Regions from separate parts of the Mus musculus genome. Here all the other regions are linked to region 1. Evidence: chromatin contacts called from public Hi-C data. All regions are on one chromosome and are shown on one strand. The core of a region is the stretch at or near the end of the contact, and the rest is flanking DNA. Distances in the headings are between cores, read along the strand shown.

What was found. Hi-C and Micro-C count contacts between places; a contact is called where the count stands out from the background.
Region 2: a Hi-C map of the N1E-115 cell line shows a contact between it and region 1, with 4 times the contacts expected there. The contact joins two enhancer-like sites. A contact is called at or near these places in 3 of 484 Hi-C or Micro-C datasets (the HPC-7 cell line, the N1E-115 cell line and nephron progenitors).
Region 3: a Hi-C map of the N1E-115 cell line shows a contact between it and region 1, with 9 times the contacts expected there. The contact joins two enhancer-like sites. A contact is called at or near these places in 1 of 15 datasets of contacts at CTCF or cohesin (pro-B cells), 13 of 484 Hi-C or Micro-C datasets (the 3T3-L1 cell line, the HPC-7 cell line, the N1E-115 cell line and 9 more), 3 of 115 datasets of contacts at active chromatin or transcription factors (embryonic stem cells, memory CD8 T cells and oligodendrocyte precursor cells) and 1 of 9 other capture datasets (bone marrow-derived macrophages).

What each region holds. Positions count from the first base shown.
Region 1 is chr1:152,018,044-152,021,864 of GRCm38.p6, forward strand. The region is part of intron 1 of 1700025G04Rik (RIKEN cDNA 1700025G04 gene); the gene reads right to left. Among named protein-coding and RNA genes, the nearest start is that of 1700025G04Rik, 70 kb to the right of the region's middle. Within about 2 kb of position 1,353, at least 112 of the 459 cell types and tissues checked have an H3K27ac peak or open chromatin away from gene starts, as enhancers often do. A contact at or near this core is called in the N1E-115 cell line, where this site is marked.
Region 2 is chr1:152,163,582-152,167,223 of GRCm38.p6, forward strand. No RefSeq gene overlaps it. Among named protein-coding and RNA genes, the nearest start is that of 1700025G04Rik, 75 kb to the left of the region's middle. Within about 2 kb of position 1,955, at least 55 of the 459 cell types and tissues checked have an H3K27ac peak or open chromatin away from gene starts, as enhancers often do. A contact at or near this core is called in the N1E-115 cell line, where this site is marked.
Region 3 is chr1:151,822,945-151,826,216 of GRCm38.p6, forward strand. No RefSeq gene overlaps it. Among named protein-coding and RNA genes, the nearest start is that of Edem3, 69 kb to the left of the region's middle. Within about 2 kb of position 1,512, at least 12 of the 459 cell types and tissues checked have an H3K27ac peak or open chromatin away from gene starts, as enhancers often do. A contact at or near this core is called in the N1E-115 cell line, where this site is marked.

The DNA of each region.
Region 1 (3,821 bases), core at 103-2,602:
TAAATCCTATATCCAAAATTGATGCGTTTAATCTCACTCTAGCCCAGGAACACCAGACTGCAGCCTCATCAACTAGCTCTGGTTACAGGATTCAAGTTCATGACTGAATGAACTTCACAGCTCTGCAAAGGTGGCCCACAACTCCCTGGGCATAAACAGTAACTTCAAACCAGTCTCCTTCGCTGAACATGTCCTAGACACCCACCTGTAGTTATCTGTTGAGGTACTGTGTCCAACTATTTCATTTTATTCATTCTATATCTCATTGTTTCCCCCAATTATGAACGGCATCTGCTTGCAACCATAAATAACAAATTTGGAGCATAAACGATATGTTTAGGGCCCAGTTCTTCAGGGTTCAGTAACCTAGCAACAGAGTGGTGAGAGACTTCTACCTAAACCATTCCTTTATCTAAGTAGCTACCTGGCATGGGCTTGGACACCCACTGCTCAGGTCAGGTTTGGGAATGACAAACTGATAATGACAGACAGATTGGAAAAACAGAAGGTTACAAGAGCCTTGATGCCAGTTCCAAAAACCTGAGCACCAGGACCATGAAGAGGGAAAATACACATGACTTAGGACCAGTTGCCAAATACACTTTTGTCTCGGCACCACTCAAGTTAATAAGAATCTAGAAGCTCTTGAAAGCTAACACCTAACACTTCTATATTCTGGATACCTGCAGGCCGGACATATGCTTTTAACAAAAATAAGCAGAGGTACTAATTACTACCTGCATTCTAACAGATAAAGGGGACAGGAGATGAGAGGATATTTTAATGCTTTCTTTTAATGAATGGATACAAGGTGAGTCCTTGTGACAAAGATATTTCCAGAAACAATTTAGCCCCTGTCCTCCTCCCTGGGATTTGTTTGGTTTATTGGCTCATCTATCAGACTTTAGAGGACTCTGGTTCCTAGTGGTCATTTGCAGTTAAGAGTCCTCCACTTCTTACCTAATAAAACTCAGAGACATATTTATTGGTTCTCTTCTTCCCATTCCAAAAATGAAAGTCAAAATACAATAAAGTAACATGACATGGTTTTTAAAAACTAACAGTTCCAGCAGTGGTAAAATAAATGAACAAATCAAACGTGGAAGGCTGTTTATTTATATGTCAAAGAGAAAGTAGCATTCTCCTATAGGATGACACAGTCATTTGTCCCCCCCACCCCCCCCCCATGAAGCCAACAAATCAAACAGGAGGAAGCCAGGAGCTTCCCCTTCCTCCCTCAAGGGGTAATGAGTTTGCTTCGTTAAAACCAGCCTCCTCCCCTGTTACACGCACTCTGAAACACAGATGCACGATGACATCAGCCGAAGAGCTAGACACCATCAATCTGCAAGACAGGAAATGCTGCAGCCAGACCTGCAGCCTCCTTAAACATTAGCTGCCTCCTGTCTACTGGTGGCTCTGTTCTGTAATGCAGGAAGGGCTGCTGATGAGACGGATCACTGGGAGGCAGCAATGACTAGAGACAGACAGTTGTGCCCAAGACACAACTTCTTAAACTGTGGATCAGAGCCCAACATGGGGCCAGACAATTAAGGATAGAGGTTCTTAACATATAACACACATACTTCGTACGATATGTGCTGTCCACGCCATGCAATGAGAAGGACTTTGTCTAAAATGGCATGGCTGAGACCATAAACTGCAGTGTTTGACTTGTTTATTAACCACTCATATCAAGCCTTCTGCTCTTACAGAAACATTACAGCTTACTTATGGAAAACAAAGATTTTCTGTAGGTGTGTGTATGTTTATGTGTGTGTTCAAATGCATGGGCATCAAACCAGCATCTTTTCAAACTATACTGTGTTAAAACTTTTGATTGTACACATTGATGTTGAGTTGCTGACTTAAAAATCATTAAATAAGCTGGGAGATAGTGGTACAAACCTTTAACCCCAGCACTCAGGAGGCAGAGGCAGGTGGATCTATGAGTTCCAGGCCAGCCTGGTTTACAGAGTGAGTTTCAGGACAGCCAAGCTACAGGGAGAAATCCTGTCTTGGAAACAAAAAACAAAAAACAAAACAAAACAAAACAGGTTTGAAAATTCATTAAATGAATTTTGGTTTAGGATTAGAACAGAATTTCCAACAGTTTCCAAAGTAAGTACTTGTAAACATACTTCTGCTTTTTTATACGACGTGATCATGTGATAACATGGTATTCTGAACAATGATAAAATGAAAACAGTTATCAGATATGAAAAATGCCGAAGACATTCAAACATTCAGCCAAGATTTAACTCTGAGTGAAAATAATCACGGCAATCTCATTAGTAAACAAACCTGCCATCAACCTCGAAAAATGGTAAAAATCTGTGTATATCAAAGGATTGTTTTAAAGAACATTTTCTGATGATTTGCTATCAGTAAATTCCTGATAAATGTCTACTCTATAAACCTATAAAGTCACGTCGGATTTTCTTAGTAAAAAGGGTTCAGGAGTAGAGAAAATTTAGAAAGCTCTGCCAACAAAGTTAACCCAGACCTAGGTGGCCAGGCTAAATGAGGGAGATGCATGCTTTCAAGGAGTAGTTGCCCTAATTTGATCTCTGCTGCAGAGAGTGTTTTTTTTTTAAAGAGTATTAGATAATAGTCAATGGTATTTACAACATCTTTGACCTTAGTTTCTCCTATTAGCACACACTTAAGCCAATTTATTTCTTTTTATCTTATTTTGGAAGATATGCTGGTAATGGAAGTGTACTGGCCAGTTTGATGTCAACTTAGGACAAACGTAGACGTGCCTGGGAAGACAGAACCTCAACTGAGAAAATGCTCCCACTAGATGACCTCTAGGACAATCTGTAGTGCATTTTCTCAATTAATGATCAGTAGTGGTGGGCCTGGCTCACTGTAGGCTATGCCACCCTGGGATGGTGGCCCTGGGTGCTATAAGAAAGCGACCTGAGCAAACCATGAGGAACAGGCCAGTAATCAACGCCCCATGGCTTTGGTTTCAGTTCCTGCCTTGGGGTTCCTGCTCTAAGTTTCTGCCCGGACTTCCCTGAGTGGCCGAACACGATCTGAGAGTTTTTAAATTGAAATAACCCTTTCCTCCCCAATTGCTCTTGGTCATGGTGTTTTTATCATCGCAGTTGAAACTGTAACTAAGGTAGGACTGTAGAGATTTACACAAGTTAAGCATGCGCTCTACCACTGAGCAACATCCCCAGACTCAACCCAACTCCACTTCCATTCAGTGGCCTCTGAAGCTGCACAATGTTGGTGATGTCACTAGCCACACAGGGACCATGACCCACCTTGCAACTGCAGGGGTTTCTCAAGCAAGCAGAACACATGTTGGCACCTGGGGCTCACCAAGTGACCTCCTTCCTCTCACTCATCTCCACTTAACTGTTCTGATCACCACATGCCAAGATGATCTTGAATTGAATCTGTGACTAAGTATCTATAGAGAAACATAGTGGTTTCTGTCCACAGCGGAGCTGTTTTCTCCAAGGGCATTCACTGGCTTTGCTGCCCTGGGACTAGATAGGGCTGTATAGAGAGTTCAAGTAGGGAAAGTCTGAAACACAAACAAGCTGGAGAGTAAAGGGGAGAAAAATTAACCATGTGTTAAGGGTTTGTGGGAGGAAGAGAAAACTGGGAGCAGCCAGGGAAGAGCTGAGAGAAATAGTGAAACAGAAGTGAATGATGCAGTCTTTGGGGATGCTCTGTTTCCCTGCCGGGTCAAGCCTTTTCCTGTTGGTTGTACTTTTTGATACGGGGTCTCAGTGTAGCACAGCTGACCTAGAACTCACTATACACCCAGCTTCCCTCAAACTCATGGCAATCCTCCC
Region 2 (3,642 bases), core at 705-3,204, 150 kb after region 1:
GGACAGCAAATAACTTCACCATGTCCACACAGTCTCACCAAGCTGAGCGTTCAAGTAGTAATGTATATTTTGCTTCCTGAAATTGCTCTACATTGTCATTTTGATTATTGTTTAAAAAAATCAGGGGAAAGAAACCCAGATTTCCTGTCCTAGCTACCATCATCCATGAGTGTTAAACATTACTCAGACAGAGAAAATATATTGTAACTTTATATTTAAAAGTTGTTGACACATAATGAATAAAATCTCAAGTGTTGTCTAATTTATACATGAAGTTTTATTGAAACATTATTATTTTTTTAAACTGACACTCATTTTTTAAATGTGTGGTCTATGTACTGTTGCTTTGTGCTATTGAGCAGGAGCTGAATAGCTGTCATGACGCCTGTGTGGCCACAGAATCGACAATACTCACCGGTACTTCCGGTTACCAAGAGGTGTTGCCTGGTTGATTTAGCTTCTATAAGCAAGTCAAATTATTTCCACATCATTTCCATATAGTTCTAGATCCTGGAAACTTTGTCTCTCTGTTGAGTCACATGGAGAAACAGAAGAAAGGGATAGCTATAAAATGCAGACTTCCAAGTAGCAATGTGGCTGTTGGACAAGGATTCTTTCCCTGCACAGGACTTAGCTATCTTAGCGTTTCTCTTCCCTTCCAGAGTGCATTTCATTTCTGAAACCAAGCTCCTCTGTTTCATTTACCTATGTTTCCAGGGGCCTGGACAGTGAGAGAAGGCTTAGAGGAAGAGGAATGTCACACCCAACAAACGTGGACAAATCCAGGCCCTAGGTGTTGGAGAGAGAGATGTCAGCAGGTTTGCTGGCAGAGCTGTACATCAGTGGGGCATGCATGTCATTTCTTGCTTCTGTTTCTCCACGTGACTGGAGCCCATCACACGGTGTCAAAGTTGCTGGGGCCTTTCCTGCTCCTCAGGAATAAGTGATATGGACCTTAGGTGGGAAACACAAAGACAAAGAGCCCAGAAAGGGAGGTTGCATTCTGAGTCCGGGAAGGGGCTGCCTGTAATGAGCAGATGTCCCGAGACTGCGGACAGAGTCAGGTATGCTCCTGCTTGGCTCCTGTTGAGCATAGCTGTATGTAGCTAGAGGGGGAGCCCTTTCATTCTGCCTTGGTTAAAGATTCTGGGGGTGGGGTGGGGTTTCTGTGCAGAACCATCTTAACAGGGAAAGCCACAGAGACAAGCAGATGACCAGGTCAAGTCATGTTTTCCTACATGAGCAGGAGCCATAACAAAGCACAAGTCTTGTTCTGAGCACAGTTGTGCTACTAGATAACAACCGAGAACAAAGCGGTTTCTCCTGACCCAGACCCCCGTTGGACAGATGTCTTCACCGATAGGAGAGTAGAAGCAAGCATTGGGTCCAGGAGTGAGGGATAGGAATAATGATATCATTTCTTTATAGAACATCAGCTGTCTTACAGCCACGTCCCTTTGCTTATTAATCCATCTGAAATTTCCCAGGGGATTTCGAGCTGGCTCTCTGCCTGCTGATGAATCTGTAACTCTGAGATAATTAACTGTAATGGTTTGGAGACAGACGCTCTTCTCAATCATGGCCCGGTCTTGGGCTGCCAAACACCATCTGCACCTGGGTGGTAGGCTAACAGCATCCTCATTTTATTCCAGTTTTCCCTTCCTTCATTTTTTTTTTAAAGTGAGGAATCCACTGTCCTCCGTGCTAACCAGGGAGCCAAGACAGCTCTAAATTTCCTTCTGTGAAGCGAGGTGATAGGGAAGTGGGGGGAGGGTAGTATGTGGGAAAAGCTAAAGGGCTCCCTTCTCGGAGACCAGCATACAAAAAGCCTCTCTATTCCTGGCCACCTGGACTCACCAGGCTCATTATATGAACGACCAAGGGTGGACTAGGCAGTCAGCAGACCAAAGAACATCAGAGAAGGGAGTTCTTATGTGATCTGCTCCTGGTGCCTGTGGAGGGAGAGGCAGGAGGCTGCTGGTAATTTTCCGGGCACTCAGCATGCACCACTGTGCCCCTTACACAAGCACAATGGCCATGTGGCTAAGTAGCCAGATGGGCTGCAGTCCAGGCAAAGGCAAGGGAGAGATGATGGAGTCTGATTCGTTGGCTCCTTAGCCTTACTGCTGGCCCTCTGTCTTTTGACACTGGATTTACCTTTCATGAGTCCCCAAAGGGAGGGCGCATCCCAGCTGGGTCCTCGGGAAGCTGTGGATTTGCTGATTTGCACAGTCCTTGTGCATATTTTTATGTGGGCAAGCAAAACAGATGGCTCCATCCACATAGCTGAAAACCCAGCTGGTTCTTGCCGCACTAGGATGACCCGTGTTCGGGGATCCGAGTCTTCCCTGCCAGAGCCTTGGGCAAGTTGGGAAATATGTTTGTCTTTGAATTAATAGAGCACAGGCAACTAAGGTCCAAGATGCTACAGTTCCCTCCAGGCCCTGTGGGCTGTGGGAGTGCAGGAGAGGCAGTGTTAAGTACTTTACACAAGGCAATATTCCTTCTTGGAGTCCTTTACTTTCTTTCTTTCTTTTGTTAATTAGGCATGTTAAAAACTCACTAAAAGATGGAGTTGTCTCCTGCTTGTTTGTATGTGTGTGTGTGTGTGTGTGTGTGTGTGTGATGAGTGATGGATACATGTGACGAGGTGTGAACATGTTTTGAGTGTGTGCGCACATGTATGTAGAGGTCAGACGTTGACATTGGGTGTCTTTCTCAATCACTCTCTCCCCCCTTATGTTTTGAGACAGGGTCTCTCACTGAGCCTGGAGCCTGCAGACTCAAATCCACTGGCTGCCCAGCAAGCCCCAGGGGATGCTCCCATTTCTGCCTCCCTGGGATAGGATCACAGGAGTGTGCTGCTGAGACCAGCTTCTTCTTCTACTTTAAAAATGTGTGTCTTCTCCTTTTCTTGGTTAGGCCAAAACAGACCTAGCAAGAGAATTTTCCAAGGCATAAATAATATATATATATAAATTATATGTATGTATGTATACATATATGATATATGTGATATGTGATATATGATATATGTATATGTATATGTATCCTCCCCCCACTTCCCTATCACCTCACTTCATAGAAGGAAATTTAGAGCATATGTATTAACCACAGAAATTATCCTAGGTACTGAAAATTCCAAAATGAATGGTACACTATCTTCATGATCAGAAACCTTAGTGCCTAGGGGAAGAGAGATGATGAAAAACAGAATCTATGGAGAAGGAGAAGAGGAAAAGGATGATGTAATAGGGAATTGAATGGATGGGGACATAAGAGGAAGAACTTACTTTCCTTGGGAATAGCAAGACCCAGGTTTTGAGTGGCATTCCTTGCAAGAAAGTAAAGCTTTATCTGGGGCATAAGGTCCATCGACATCTGTAGAATGTGGAGGTGCAGGGGACCATTCACTGCTCTCCAATGCCAGTCCCCTCAGAACCTTCCTCCTAACCTTTGTCTAGTCGAGTGTGGGCCTGCAGAAATTGGCCCCATCCCCTGCTTAAGACAGATGCTAATTAGACAAGGTTAACAACTATAACAATTACATTCCTATTGTCTTAGTTTGGGTTCTTATTGCTATGATGAAACACTGTGACCAAAAGCAGGTTGGGAGGAAGGGGGTTATCTGACTTATCCTTC
Region 3 (3,272 bases), core at 262-2,761, 190 kb before region 1:
TGCTTTGCATGTCTCCCATCTGAGACTGAAGAATATGAGTGATAGTGTCTGTTCTGGGGTTGTCTGGGCAATTAGTCCAGCCTCACTATGCCCCACCCTTCCAGGACAATGAAAGTATCACTGTTAGACTGTGAGGCGAGCAAAAGGAAACTTCAGAGGCCCATCTACTTAGAGGCTGAGTTCTTTAAAGGTTAATGGAGAAGAGTACCTACCTACCTGCTATTAAAGCATGGGTACTTACTTATTAGAACTAACTTGTTAGCCATGAGCTTGTGTTGGGCTAATTAAATACTGTCTGCTCTCTTCAAAGGGAATGCCATTGATGGACCTCTGGAAGACTCTTGATCTATAAAAGAATGCTAGCCCAGGTTAAGGTTCTTTTAGAAATCCTGTGGTGCTCTTTAGGGCCACATACCACTAACTTTGTCTTAACAGCAGCAGGTGATGTCAGGGTTTATAATAGCATGTGACTTCTCAGAGTCAAAGCTTCCTCACATGGTTGATCAAAGAACCAATGAATAAATAGACCAGCATTAGAGAACCTTCAGTCTGGAGGCTAGCTGCTTCCACGGCCGTCATTCTGACATCTCCAGCAGCCTTCCTCCACTTTGCCCACTCTCTTTCCAGCTTCTGCTGTAGACTAGTCAAAGCTTCCCGCTACAAATGGGTCCAGACAGCTGCTGCAACTGGAAATTCTAGGTCATGCAGCCACTCTCCTGCCCTACCGTAGAACTATTAAACTGAATCAATTCTAGCCTGTCTTCTTGTTAGCAGCCACAGGGACAGACAGTTTTCAAATCCCTCTTAACCCGTTTGCTTGTTCTCTCTCTCTCTCTCTCTCTCTCTGTGTGTGTGTGTGTGTGTGTGTGTGTCTCTCTCTTCTTTTCTTCCTCTTTTTTTTTCGAGACAGGGTTTCTCTGAATAGCCCTAGCTGTCCTGGAACTCACTCTGTAGACCAGGCTGGCCTCGAACTCAGAAATCCGCCTGCCTCTGCCTCTCAAGTGCTGGGATTAAAGGCATGCGCCGCCACTGCCAGCTTAACTCGCTTTCAAAAGGACCGTTTGCCTAGAAATCTGGGGAAAGGTTTTCCGAGTCTGGGGCAGGTCTAGGAGGGCAAAAGTCCAGGCTACTCCACACACCCACACCTTGGTGGCCAGAATAGCCTTGAGGGAGGAAGGGATTTCAACAGAGGGAGGATTTCAACTGTGGGAGCTTCTGGGCGGGGCGGGGTGGGTGTGGTGTGGTGGGGCTCCTCTGTGCCCCACTCTAATGCGTGACTGCCCCTTCCTACTGCCTGGCCGACCTAGTGTGCCATTTGATTCTTCCAACCTCAAGTCACTGTGATTCCCCGAGATCATGATGTCACGAGCTAGATTTGCCTGTGACTTCCCATTCAGCATCTGTGACAAGCTGAGCACCTTGGTCACTCTTCCAGCCGTCCTGGAGAGAACATTACAGACCTTCCATTACTGATGTCTTTGCTTTTTGAGCATGCCTTTAAACATGCCCAGTAGTGTACATCCTAATCTAGCCGAGCATCCACCCAGAAGTGCTTTTTCCAGATGACTATGCCTAGCCTTTGTGAAATAAATTCCCTGTCTGTCCTTTGTCCTTGGAGACTTGCTGTTTGGGGTGCTGCAGACTTCATTCTCATGCCTTCAGGCAATAGAGATCCACTCTTGTATGTCTTGGCTGTGACTTTTTGGCTTTCACTGATCAAGACACACTTTCCTCGTGTTATTTTACGGCATAACCAAAGCCATTTCTTTATTGAAGTGATGTGAACTCAGTCTGTCACCTTTGTTCACCGACTTGGAGAGCACCAGGACCACCACATGTCCCAGAATCAGCGTCACTCCTGGGCTGCCTTCCCATGTCACCCAATACACAAACATGCTTCCTTCTGTCGAACTCAACGGGCAAAGCCTTAGATATTAAGTCCCACCTGCACACTGATTGTACACATATCCATGAATAGCTTTGGGAGCTGGATGAAATTAAGTCCCACTGCTGACCAGCCTCACTTAAAATCCTGGCTGAACATCTCGGGTGAGACTTAGCACTGTCTCGGATTCTAGCCACATTTCTCTGATCGATGTTTGCAACTTGGCATGAGCTTCATCCTTTCTTTCCAAATCTCCCACACTCATCATCAAGCAAAACAGATGCAAATGAGGATACAGTATTCACCGGCCTAGAACTATTCGAGCTTGTTAACATAGACTTCTCCCTGAAGGAATCCAAGGACTCTTTCTACCGTCATACTAGAGAACTGGAGCCTCAAGTGAACCAGATGTACTGACAAATGGGAAAACAAATCAGACTATTAGACTCCATTTGAGCCTGAGAGTGAAGGAACTCTGGCCCACTGCCTAAAATCCCTTTCTGCACGCACCAAGAGCATCGGCCTCCATCCCTGAGTCATGGGAACAGAGATGTTGGATGATGAGTTACAGTGCGACACCGAGCTCATCCAATGAAACCAGGAAGCTCTTTGTCTTATTTTCCTTGTTTTTCTGCTGCTGGTGAAAGTGCAAGCGGCCCCGAAGAGAGGGAGAGACAGAAATGGAGAAAGAGTTTTTGTAGGTAACAACACACAACCAAGTCTGTTTGTTTCTTTTTTAACTCCATCATCTGCTCCAAGAACCTAAAAAAAAAGATAACTAACAAGAAACCTACACAGTTTCTTCCAAATACTCAGGTCAATGTTTGTAACAGCAGGATATGTCAAGGCAGAACGATGGGGACAATGCACATTCGGAGTATGGACTGTCTAAGGGGAATGTTTTCCAGTGCTGAGTAGTGCAACTATTAATGTTGCCTTTATTAATGTTGCCCTTGCTGTTCTCCAGACGCCGAGCTAGGCTCTAGGGATCCTAGAGTGACACTCAAGGCCATTTCAGATCTGTTTTTATAGAGACTTTACTGTCAAATCCAGAAGGCACCGAGCAAGAAATACCAAAGCCATGAGGCTTTTGAAAACAGACAATCTAGATACTATGGGGGTCTATGACACAGGATTCAGCCCTGTGGGGAAGCTGTGTTGTGGCAAATGCTAAGGTTTCTGAGATGCCTTTATCTCCAAAGATTAGGACGGTGGGTCTTTCTAAAGGAAAGGCTAAAAGGTTTTGATATATAATAAGGATTTTGAATTTTGTTCTAAGGGTAATGAGAAAACATTGAAGGGTTTTAAATAAATCAGTGGCTTGCTGAAATATGGCTAAATAATGAGAAATCTAGAATTACCTCTCATATATGAATGTAGCTGTAGG